Linked DNA regions of Mus musculus: region 2 is linked to region 1. The links are chromatin contacts, called in public HiChIP or PLAC-seq maps. All regions are on one chromosome and are shown on one strand. Each heading gives the region's core, a stretch centred on a gene start, on an enhancer-like site or on the middle of the called end of the contact. The rest is flanking DNA. Distances are from core to core; before and after follow the strand shown.

Evidence for each region. HiChIP or PLAC-seq counts read pairs in DNA pulled down with a chosen protein or histone mark.
Region 2: a contact with region 1 is called in a RAD21 HiChIP or PLAC-seq map of pro-B cells, with 5 times the contacts expected there. The contact joins two enhancer-like sites. A contact is called at or near these places in 1 of 15 datasets of contacts at CTCF or cohesin (pro-B cells) and 1 of 9 other capture datasets (embryonic stem cells).

What each region holds. Positions count from the first base shown.
Region 1 is chr3:86,266,383-86,272,251 of GRCm38.p6, reverse strand. The region is part of intron 2 of Lrba (LPS-responsive beige-like anchor); the gene reads right to left. Among named protein-coding and RNA genes, the nearest start is that of Gm26343, 6.0 kb to the left of the region's middle. Within about 2 kb of position 3,746, at least 2 of the 459 cell types and tissues checked have an H3K27ac peak or open chromatin away from gene starts, as enhancers often do. A contact at or near this core is called in pro-B cells, where this site is marked.
Region 2 is chr3:86,674,634-86,680,502 of GRCm38.p6, reverse strand. The region is part of intron 47 of Lrba (LPS-responsive beige-like anchor); the gene reads right to left. Among named protein-coding and RNA genes, the nearest start is that of Gm52625, 73 kb to the left of the region's middle. Within about 2 kb of position 2,497, at least 38 of the 459 cell types and tissues checked have an H3K27ac peak or open chromatin away from gene starts, as enhancers often do. A contact at or near this core is called in pro-B cells, where this site is marked.

The sequences.
Region 1 (5,869 bases), core at 2,497-4,996:
GACTGAAAAATGTCTTGAAACAAAAGGTTCAATTTTAAAAGTAAGTAGATCTAGGTATGGTGCCTATAATCCTAGCCGTGGTGAGCATGGAACAAGAAGACCACAAGTTCAAGGCAGCCTGGGCTATAAAACCCAAGGGCCAGCCTCAGAAAGAAACAAGTAAATAAACAAACAACGTTCTGAGGGTGCACACTACAGCCTCAGCAACTGAAATGCCTGTCTCAAAAGAATACAAGACAACACAACTGTGTGGACTAAGGACTTGTTATAGGATTAGCTGTTCCACTGGCTAGTTCCTGTTGAAAAGAAAAACCATACTAAAACCAATATGAATTGCAACTTGATAGAAAAAAAGAAGCCAAATTAAAGAGAAGGAATGCTCATGTGAACACAAATTCTTTAGCCACTTACAGATTCCATTTCTTTAATTCTCCCTCAATCTCTACCCACAAAATAATAAGTGAATATACTTAATCACCTACCCTATACATTTAAAAGAGTTGATATTGTAATATAACCCCCAAAAAATTAAGCAATAGTATTCTCAGAGAGTTTTACTATATATTCTATTGGCCAAGCTCCATACTTGCATTAGAGAAAAATATGTAAATTTAAACCTTCAAACAGGAAATGAAATTTTCTAAATCCATTACATAACTTCAGACTCAGGAATGAACTGAAGGATAATAAATCATTTAAACCTTCATACACAGAACCTTTTTAAATTTGCATTTATCCACAGTAAATACAGCCATGTTCTTTAATAGATTACTAGTTCAATCTAGCAAACTAGTGATTTATAACACTGTCATATTTTAAAAATCAGAAATCTGTCACTGGTGACAAGTAGTCAGAAGTCCACTGAACTTCCATTACATGGACTGAAACACCACGGGATATGAGAGATAGCGAACGGTCATACATCCCATATTCAAATCAATCACCTCAATACTGTGTCTATCTGTCTATAGCTGTAAAATTACATACTACTGAATATTCCTATTGTTCAAGCATCCTGCAACTATTACCATTCAATCTTCCAGTCACTCAAGGCTTCCAAGCTACTTTAAAATGTATTGTTGATTTTATAGTTACTAATCTGAAGCCTTATTTTAAAGAACAGTAAGATTTGGAAAATATAAAAGAATAATCTATTTCTCCAAAAAGTATGAACTGTTATATCTTATACTTCAGACCCAAAAGCACATTCCCTGGGGAAAACTACTGAATCAGACTTTATAAAAAATTAATATATATTAATATTTGCATAAAATGTATAAGTATATGTAATATGTATAATTAATATATTAATATGTGTATAATGAATAAAATGGTAAACTACAGACTATATTTGAAAACCAAATATCTCACAATAGAAAATCTAAAGAATTCTCAAATTCAAGTAAGACTGTGTCTCAAAAAAGAAAAACATTGACAAAATTTAATGTGGTTGATCAAGAAAAATGAAAAAAAAATCAAATCATTAAAATCAGAAATGAAAGAGAGCACATTGCTACCAGCTTTACAGAAAGAGAGAGAGAGAGAGAGAGAGAGAGAGAGAGAGAGAGAGAGATTACAAAAGAATACTCTGAACAGATTTATGTCTAAAGTAACAACTTAAGATAAAAGGAACAAATTCCTAGAAAGCCACTTATTTCTGAAACTAGTTCTAAAAGAAAGAGAAAAGATAAATAGGCTAGAAACAAATAAAGTGATAGTAATCAAAAACAAAGCTGGAGCTCTGATAGTTTCTGTTAAAAAATGAACTAGTGTGATTCTTTACAAACTCCTCAAAAACACTGAAGAGAAAACTTTCAACTCAGTCAATGAGGCCAGTGTTACCCCTGTGCCAGACATAACAAAGTACAGGAGAGATCACTACACATGAGACCAAAAATATTAGCAACATCTACAAGTAATTCCACACAATAAGCAAATCATATTTACTCTAGAAATGCAAGTTTAGTTTAACATATAAACACTAACAAATATGGGGCTGGACAGATGCCTCTGTCAGTAAAATACCTAGGACCTAGGTTCAAGGCCCACAAATTTAAAAAGCCAAATAAAGTGGCATAGTTTTAATGCCAACCCTGGGGAAGCAGAGACAACTGGATCCCTGCTGGCCAAGCAGCCTAAGCTATGTGAAGAGTTCCAGGCCTGTGAGAAAACATGTGTCCAAAAAAAAAAAAAAACAATAAAAAAAAAAGAGAGAAAGACAGTGGATGAAAAATATATATATACAAGGTTGAGCTCTGGCCTCCACACACAAATGCACAGGCACCTACATACACAAACACACATTCTTGTGCACACACATACATATGTACACACAGCAAAAAACAGTAGATTATATACTGCATGAATAACATGACAAGGAAAATCATATGATCATCTCCATAAACACAAAAAATGCATTTGTCAAGATCTAACAGTCTTTCCTGATGAAAACACTTCAAGTAGATACAGACAAGAATGTGCTCAAACTGTAAGGATCAGGACAACCAACCTCTTGCTTAACAGAAGCATCACTAGAAACTCAGAAGATAATTAATCTTTGGATCTATACACATATACATGTACACACACACACACACTTCAATACATAAAACTGTAATTGGTATTATTTAAAAATATTATGTGTGTAGTGAAAACAAAGCAATAGCCAACAAAGTAATAACGATTGTGCATAGTACCCACACTGAAACCCTGAAAAAGCACTTCTGACCAAAGAAAATCATGAAAAACTGAGCTTAAGTTATTTTGCCATACACAATAGCAGGAATATAATCAATTCAAAAAGGTTGTGACAAAAAGACTCAAGAGCCAGTCTCGGGCTGGAGAGATGGCTCAGTGGTTAAGAGCACTGACTGCTCTTTCAGAGGTCCTGAGTTCAATTCCCAGCAGCCACATGGTGGCTCACAACCATCTGTAATGGAATCGGGTATGTCTGAAAACATGAAGACAGCAACAGTGTACCCATATACATAAAATAAATAAATAAATCTTTAAAACAAAAGGGCCAATCTAGACCTATTGGACCTATTAGACCCTACTGACCAGACACATCAATCTGTAGTTCAGTGATGAGCATCACTGCAATCATCCATTCATTCATAGAATTTTTAAATCACAAATTTACTGGTTTCCTCTGAGGCAGTAGTTCTCAACCTTCCAAATGTTGCGACCCTTTAACACAGTTTCTCATATTATGGTGACCCCCAAAGATAAAATTATTTTCATTGCCAGTTCATAACTGCAATTTTGCTACTGTTATGAATCGTAATGTAAATATCGGATATGTAAGATATCTGATATGCAACCCTTGAGAACCACTGCTCTAAAAAATAATTATAAAGCAGAATTATCGGATATACTGTGGAAATTAGTAAATTAAAGGAAAGAATTATGCATTTATTCTGCCCTCTATAAATGTACACTGGTGACCATACCACTAGATAAACAAATAACTGTTTCTTCATTGAAAGATTCCAGTTAAATACACACATACCACAGAGAAAGAGAGAAAGAGAGAGAGACAAAGACAGACAGACACTATCAACATTTTTTTGTTATTTTTGTTTTTTTTGTTTTTTTGTTTTGTTTTGTTTGGTTTGGTTTGGTTTGGTTTGGTTTGGTTTTTAGATCCAGGCAAATAAATACATTTGGATGGTGAATACCAGGGCCGATAACATCACTCACACTGAGAAACCAGGCATAATTGCTTCCAGTGAAAGAGCACAGCACCACCTACAGTCTAGTTACAGGAATGGAAGCTGAGTCTGACAAAGGCTCTAGATTGTCCTGCCAAAATGCAGGAAATACAAAGGACCTCAGGATATGTTTAACTACATCCAGACAGAAACACTATGAAATGTCATAAGTTCCAGGTTCTTCAATAAATAAATTCATCTGATACTTTTGAAGTATATTAGGCTAGGTGTGGTACTATATATCTGTAGGCAGAGAGTGCAAAAATTTTAGGCCAGTTTCAGCCACACAGCAAGTGAAAGGCCAGCTGTGGCAGCTACAGTGAGCACCTGTCTCAAAGAATCAAATTAATTAGTTGGTTAATTAATTACAAATAAGCAAAGCTAGACTGTAACACAAGAATATGTTGTTGGATAAGAGAATAAAAAAGAAGAAATTTTTAATAGTTTTAAGTCTACATTTGAGGAGGGAAAAAATGCTTTTAGTGGGATTCTGAAAAAGCTATAAACATTATATTGCTTAAACTGGCAATGCTTTCCAGGCTATTTGTCCTTCATTTTATTTATTTTGTTTCATGTTCTATCTAATTTACAATGAAATGTTAATGTAATGTGTACTTTGATTGTTCAATTTATAGCTTTAAAATATCTACCATTTGCCGGGCAGTGGTAATGCACGCCTTTAATCCCAGCACTTGGGAGGCAGGGGCAGGCCGATTTCTGAGTTCCAGGCCAGCCTGGTCTACAGAGTGAGTTCCAGGACAGCCAGGACTACACAGAGAAACCCTGTCTCAAAAAAAAAAACAAAATCTACCATTCAATCACAAATAAATACCATGATTATTCCTTGCAATAACTGCCAATAAACTTGTGATGACAACCCAATCTCCACACTTCAGACACCTTAAACAGCAAGATTCTCAGAATGCATTCTTGAATCACTATACAATTTCTCTGAAAAATTTCTCTTGAAAATAATTTATATTTTTAGACTTAATCCTCATCAATATCTAAAAATGCTCAGGAATAAGAATAATCTAGAAATACTGTTAAGACATCCGCAATATCCAAAGTATACTGGGATAAAACAGAAGGTCTATACCCATCAATAAAGTCATGACAGAAGTTTGGCCACAAAAAAAGACAAAGATTAGAAAAATAAATTGAGGGACTAGAGAGATGGCTCAGCGGTTAAGAGCACTGACTACTCTTCTGAAGGTCCTGAGTTCAAATCCCAGCAACCACATGGTGGCTCACAACCATCCAAAATGAGATTTGATGCCCTCTTCTGATGTGTCTGAAGACAGCTACAGTGTACTTACATATAACAATAAATAAATCTTTAAAACAAAAAAAACAAAAACAAAAAAAAGAAAAAGAAAATGAGAAATTATTAACTTCAAATGGGTTATCAGTTACAGAAAATGAATTTAAAAAACAAAGAACACTATAAGCTTTTTAAATCTTTCTGCCTTTTTCTTTCTATAAGTAGAAAATAAATTAAATATACAATCGCCGGGCGTGGTGGTGCATGCCTTTAATCCCAGCACTCGGGAGGCAGAGGCAGGTGAATTTCTGAGTTTGAGGCCAGCCTGGTCTGAAAAATGAGTTCCAGGACAGCCAGGGCTATACAGAGAAACCCTGTCTCAAAAAACCAAAAAAAAAAAAAAAAAAAAACCAAAAAAAAAAAAATATATATATATGTATGTGTGTGTGTGTGTGTGTGTATAAAATCTTTGGGAAAAGTTATCAAGCAAGAATAGCCACGAAACATGAGAAAAAAAGAGAAACAATAGGAAAGTACCTCTATCAGAAGATTAAAGCATAATTCAAAACGGGTTTTTTTTAAAGTGTAATACCTGTGCATGAATGTCAGCTAGCTATGGATGAGAATAGAAAATCCACAAAATGACCAAAAATAAAAGAAAACTACCATAATAAAAGCAATTTTTAAACACTTTATCAAGAACTAAGAGTTTATATATATATATATATATATATATATTAACTCATTTAATATTCTACAAATACATAAAAGTACTGTACCATTCTTATTTCAAGGAACTGAGGCATACACAAACAGATGTACAAGATTTCAGAACCAGAAAGTGTTGCTGTTAGAAATAAAACCAGGGCATGCTAACTCCAATGTCTATGTA
Region 2 (5,869 bases), core at 1,248-3,747, 410 kb before region 1:
GGGCCACAGAGTTAATGAAGATAAACAGGTAGAATCAGAAAAAAGGCAGATTCCATTCATTCAACATTAAAAAAATGTTTAACAACAATGTCTGTGAAGATATACTTCAGGCTTAATTTCTATGAGTAGGAGAGGCACCATGATAACAGTAGTAAGGAGTAGGTTCCGTCTCTAGGAAACCTAAGGTACTGCTGGCTTAGTAACACAGTACTGCTCATCATGTGTAAGGCCCTGCGCTTCTTCCCAGCACTCAGCCACCCACTCACCCAAAAAGGTAATCCCACCTGAGACTGAGACCAAGAACCATAATTCTATTGTATACTTATATGACTGTGTAAACGCAACCATAGGATTAAATGAAAAACTTGTTACTCTAACCATTGCACATGGTTCTTTCTTTGTTGTTGTTTCTTGATTTTGTTCTTTGAGACTGGCTTAAAGCTCACCATGTAGACCAGACTTAACTCAGACTTCTGGTCTCCTATGCTGGCATTGGGATTGCAGGTGTATACCATCAATCGTGGCTGTCAAGTATCAGCACATAGGAAAGATGTATGGGTATGCATTTAAATTATTCTTTATTTGGAAAAAAAATTCTTGTCAGCATCCTCTTTCCTATAAAGTAATGTGTTAATTTTATGTGCCATATTGATTAGGCTAAGAGAGGCCCAGGTAGCTAACAGTTGCTATTTTGAGGACTCTCAAATATTTTCAAGAGGTTTTTAGAAGAGATTAGCATTTGAGTCAGAATCTAAGCCTTAAGAATCTTATCAGTGTGAGCGAGCATCATCCAAACCACTGAGAACCATCAGAGAAGAAAGAGACAGGGGAGAACTCGCTCCATAACTTGAGCCCAGACATGCATATTCTCTTAACTTTGGATATTACTGCTTGAGGTTCTTGGGTCTTTAGATTCTGTGATTTACACCAGTGGTCGCCTGTTTCTCAAGATTTCTCTCACTGTAAGAATTCTATCAGTGGCTTCCCAGGTGTGGTTTAAACAAGAATGCTCCCCACAGGCTCAAGTATTTGAACCCCTGGTCAGACTTGGTGCTGCTGCTTTGGAAGGTTATGGAACGTTTAGGCAGTAGAATCTTACTGGAGGAAGTATGTCACTGGGGGTGGGCTTTGAGACTTTCAGCCTCATCTCCTTCCTGCTTGTTCTGCTTCCTGTGTGTGGCTGACATGTGATCTCTCATCTTCCTGCTACTGTCACCATGCTTGCCCTATCATTATGGACATCTAGTTAACTACAAGCCCAAATGCTTAAGTTGATGTTGATATTTTATAGTATTTTATTATAGCATAAAAAATAATTAGTACAGCATACTTAGAGTTTTAACACTGGCTCCCTTGGTCAAAATCTTGAACTGAGTTACACCACAGGTTCTCTTGGGTCTCTACACTAAGACAATTTATGTCTTCAATAATTATGTGAGCCAATTCAAAAGCTTAATCCATCCCCACCCCCTGTACTGTTCTTTCTGATTAGTACTAAGCATTTTCTCTAACATACAATATGTCACATCGTCATTCTACAAATATAATTTTGCTCTTTATTTAAGTTTTGAAAAAATAATACCTACTAAAATAATCTGACCAGCAAAGAATAAAGAAATCATCTAAACATCAACTATTAAAATGTTGCTAGAGATCTGTTTCATAAGAATATTTTTCTTATGCATCTATAAACAAATACATTAACTCACATCTACAATTTTTATCATCTGAACCATCCTTTTTTCATTAATTTTATTTAATGAAGATAAATAAATTAATTAATAAATTTTGAGTTTTTTTAAATGAAAACCAGTAGGTGAAAGTATTTTTCTCATTCAATTCATATTTTCATTCAATAAATCTAATATAAAGTGCATTTTCAAAGAACTTTCTATATAACCACAACCTATTATAGCACATGTGGCAATAGAACTACCCCACAGGCAGCACAGTGGGGTGAACATGGTCAGCATGCATTGGAGTCTCAGCTCAGTATACTAATGATCAATAGTCATGACTTTGGCAAGTTACATAAACTCTGGCTCAGCTGCCTAATATAGAGTAGAGAAATAGCACTTATCTCACAGGACTGTTGTAAGGATTAAAGAAACTAATCCAGAATATATAGCAGAATATAGAACATATTAAATGCTCAGTGAGACACAGTTACCTTTTTCTTAAAAACAAAAGCTTGAATTGAACAAAGCTTTATTAAAATAAAGAACAAATACCTATGAAAAACACACAATGAAGAGTTAAAAATACACTAAATGCATTGCAGTATCTTCTCTAGTGCAGAGAACAAAAAAAGTTGACAAAAGAAAACAGAGAAGACTAGAGGTTTTCATCGAAGGCATTGGATTGTCAGGACAGAAACATGGTACCTGTTGAGAGGATTAATCTTACACAACACAGGCCAACTACAACAGGGAAGGTGTCACTTAGAAAGACTTAGAACAACTGAAACCACTGTGTAGTGAGTGCGACTGAGGGGAGGAAGTGAAATGTGTTCACAGGAAGAGGCAGAGGAGCCCAGGAGAGGAAGTAAGCCAATAAGCAGAGTACCTTAGTGGGCCCCAAGGAAAAGAAGAGGGAGATGCTGTCACTTAAATGGGAGACCTTACTTTTTCTCAGGGTCTCTCTGGTGCTGTAAGAAGCTGCTGTTTTTTCTTTGTCTTTGTGAAACAGAGGACAGAATTCAGGACCTTACATATGCAAATGTGCAAGCCAGGAGCTGGAGCTCCTCTTTTAACTTGGCCACACTGGGTAGGCTGGCCTTGAGTTTTCAGTCAGGCTCTGAGCATGTGCTCCTGTCTCAGCCTCCTGTGTAGCTGGGATTACAGTACTGTGCTATCAGGCCCAGCTAAAGCTTTATATTTACTGGAATATATTTATTGCAACTGGTACAAAACATATGTGAAAATTTAACTTGTGCTTTTAAATAATTAAATGTATATTTCCTAAGTATTATAGGGGGACTATTGATGATGGGGGGACTCATACAGTAATCATTCAGGGCAATTTTTCAGTATCCATTTTGAAAATTACAACATAATCTGACAAATATAAATATAGCTTACCTAAAATCTAGAACATTCTATTATAATATTTCAGCTCCTTAACTTTAATAAAATTATTATTATTACTACTACAACTACTACTACAACTACTACTACTACTACTACTACTACTACTACTACTACTACTATTATATTTGGGAGCTTTCAAGACAGGGTTTCTCTGTGTAGACTTGGCTATCCTGGTACTTGATTTGCAGACCAGTCTGGCCTTGAACTAACAGAGATCCGCCTGCCTCTGCCTCCGGAGTTCTGGGATTGAAGGTGTGCATCACCACACCTGGCAACTTACTCTTTATATGTCTTATAATTGTTGTTCATGTTTTATGCATAAGCCAGTATTAGAAATTGCCTATATTTTATTGAAATACCATGCCTATCCTTCATGAACTATTTTGTGTCACTTACCGTATGGTTCTAAACTGGCTATGACATCTCATATCAACAGATTCATGCTCAGGTGGGTCAATCACACAAACACATCAAAGAATAAATTTTCCTGTTACATACACACTAAATTTTTCAAACAGTATTTGTAAGACTCTCCAATTTAGGGAGTATCTATTTTACGAGTATCTGTTATAACTTATATTGCCCTATGGTGTCAAGTTGGCCATTCGTAGGATGATCCTGATGGAAACATAAACAAGTCATCTGCTGCTGAGATGCAGATTACATTGCTCCCAGGCATGGGGACCATAAATTATGTCATTGTATTTTTAAAAGTGATCAAAACAGGATCTATTATATGTCATTTTTGGTATACAGGATTATTTAAATAATTGTAATACAACTTTATGAACACTAAATTAAGGAGATAACGTACAAGGTTATTCCAAAGATGTTTGTGAAAAGACAGGCAATTAAGTGGTTACTGCAGGCTGAGTTATACCCACTCTAACATGACTCCATATGTTGGTATTTTAACCTCTAGTAACTCAGAATGTGACCTTATCTGGAGATGGATTATTTATACAAGTAATCATGTTAAAATGAGGCCCTAATCCAACAGACTGGTGTCTTTATAAAATGAGAACAGGGAGACAGATATACACATAGAGAGGAAGGAATGGGGAGACTGGAGTTAACACTGTCCGGTGGCTTTCACAGGAAGAAGTTCCTACATAGGCCTTGAACCACGAGACTATATATTTTTGTTATTTTACCTACCTAATATACAGTACTCTGTTACAGAGATTCAAGAAGCTAACACTCATAGCTATAGGTAAAGTTACTTCTAAAAATCTATATTATCTAGCAATAACAAGTTACACTGCATCCTATATTGAGGGCAAGAATTCTATAAAGGTTTTATTTGCTCAGTTTACAAAACTGATATATGGGGAGCATATTAGAGAAAAGCATTTTATCAATACAGACTTAAGAAATATATAACTGTAGTCACATAAGGGAATATAAGGAATATAACTATTTCTAGAATGTAGGAGCAAATACCTAGGAGTAAGGCCATGAAGCACCTAACTTACAACTGAAGGATTTTATAAAAATATGTGTGTATATGTGTTCATAGTCTGTATACGTATATATATGTACACACATATTTATGAAGGAGAGGAAGAGGGAAGGAGAAAACATACTAAGGAGGAGGTTAAAATGTTAATAATAGTAGACTCGAGTAAATTTCATATTTGTTATGGTTTAAATATGAAATCTCCCAAAGGCTCATGTGTGGAACCATTGGTTCCGGCTCATGACATTATTTTTGGAATGTTGGAAATGTTAGGGCTGACACCAGAATGGATGGATGAAGAAGGTCATCAGGAACACATCTAAAGGTCCCTGGTCTGTCCCCGGTCCCTTCCTATCTCTATTCCCTCAGCATCAGGAGAAAAGCAGGCTCCACCACAGGCGGCTATTATCATATTTGCCTCAGTAGATAACTCCCCAAGTAGATAACTCAGTCACTTTTGAACTAAATCTTCTGAAACTGCTGAGACAATCAGTGCCCAAATGCAAGGATTAGAGACAGTGTTCCGTTGCCCTACATGATGAGCCATGCGTGTGTCATGTGCCTCCCTCGAATCTTTTTATAACCCGGGCACATTTCCCACTGCATGTGATTTAAATGAGAGTATATAGCTTACATAGACGCTTTCTTAACACTCATTTGGAGTAACTGTCAATGGGAGGAAAAATGGTGTATCTTTTCATATATATATATATCATAACCCCACAACTAGTTGTTTTATAGTATTATATATAACCTGAAGAATACTCATATTCTAATGATAGCTCTAAAACAGAGCGAAAGAAATCAGAGCATTCAAAATGAAGTCATGCAGGAAAAGACAAGCATGTGGCAATCCTTTTTTTTTTTTTTTTTTTTTTTTTTGGTAAAGGTCACTCTCTGGTTACCACACTCAAGGAAATTTGCCATTATATACAAAATTCTTCACTGGAAGCAGTTTGTTGGATATACACAGTTATGGGCAAGTCAGACATAGACACCACAGTAAACAGTCATCTATTGGGTGGCCGGTGCAGAGCTGCACGGAAGCATCTAATGCAGAACCAACCGCAGCAGAGACTGCTTTCCAGGCCGACTGCCGCAGGTCACAGGGCACGGTGCCTGGAGTAGGTGTAGTGGTGTCAGGAGGGGTTAGACGCTTCTTCCTGGCCTCATAAGCATCACTGGAAGCAAGGTGGGAGGGAGCCTTCCTCTGTGAATTCTACTTCCACTCTCAATCTCACGTTGTAAGCCAGTTAGTTTCACTCTGCACCTCCAGCCATTATCACCAGGCCCTGGCAGGATGATGACTACCAGTCAGACC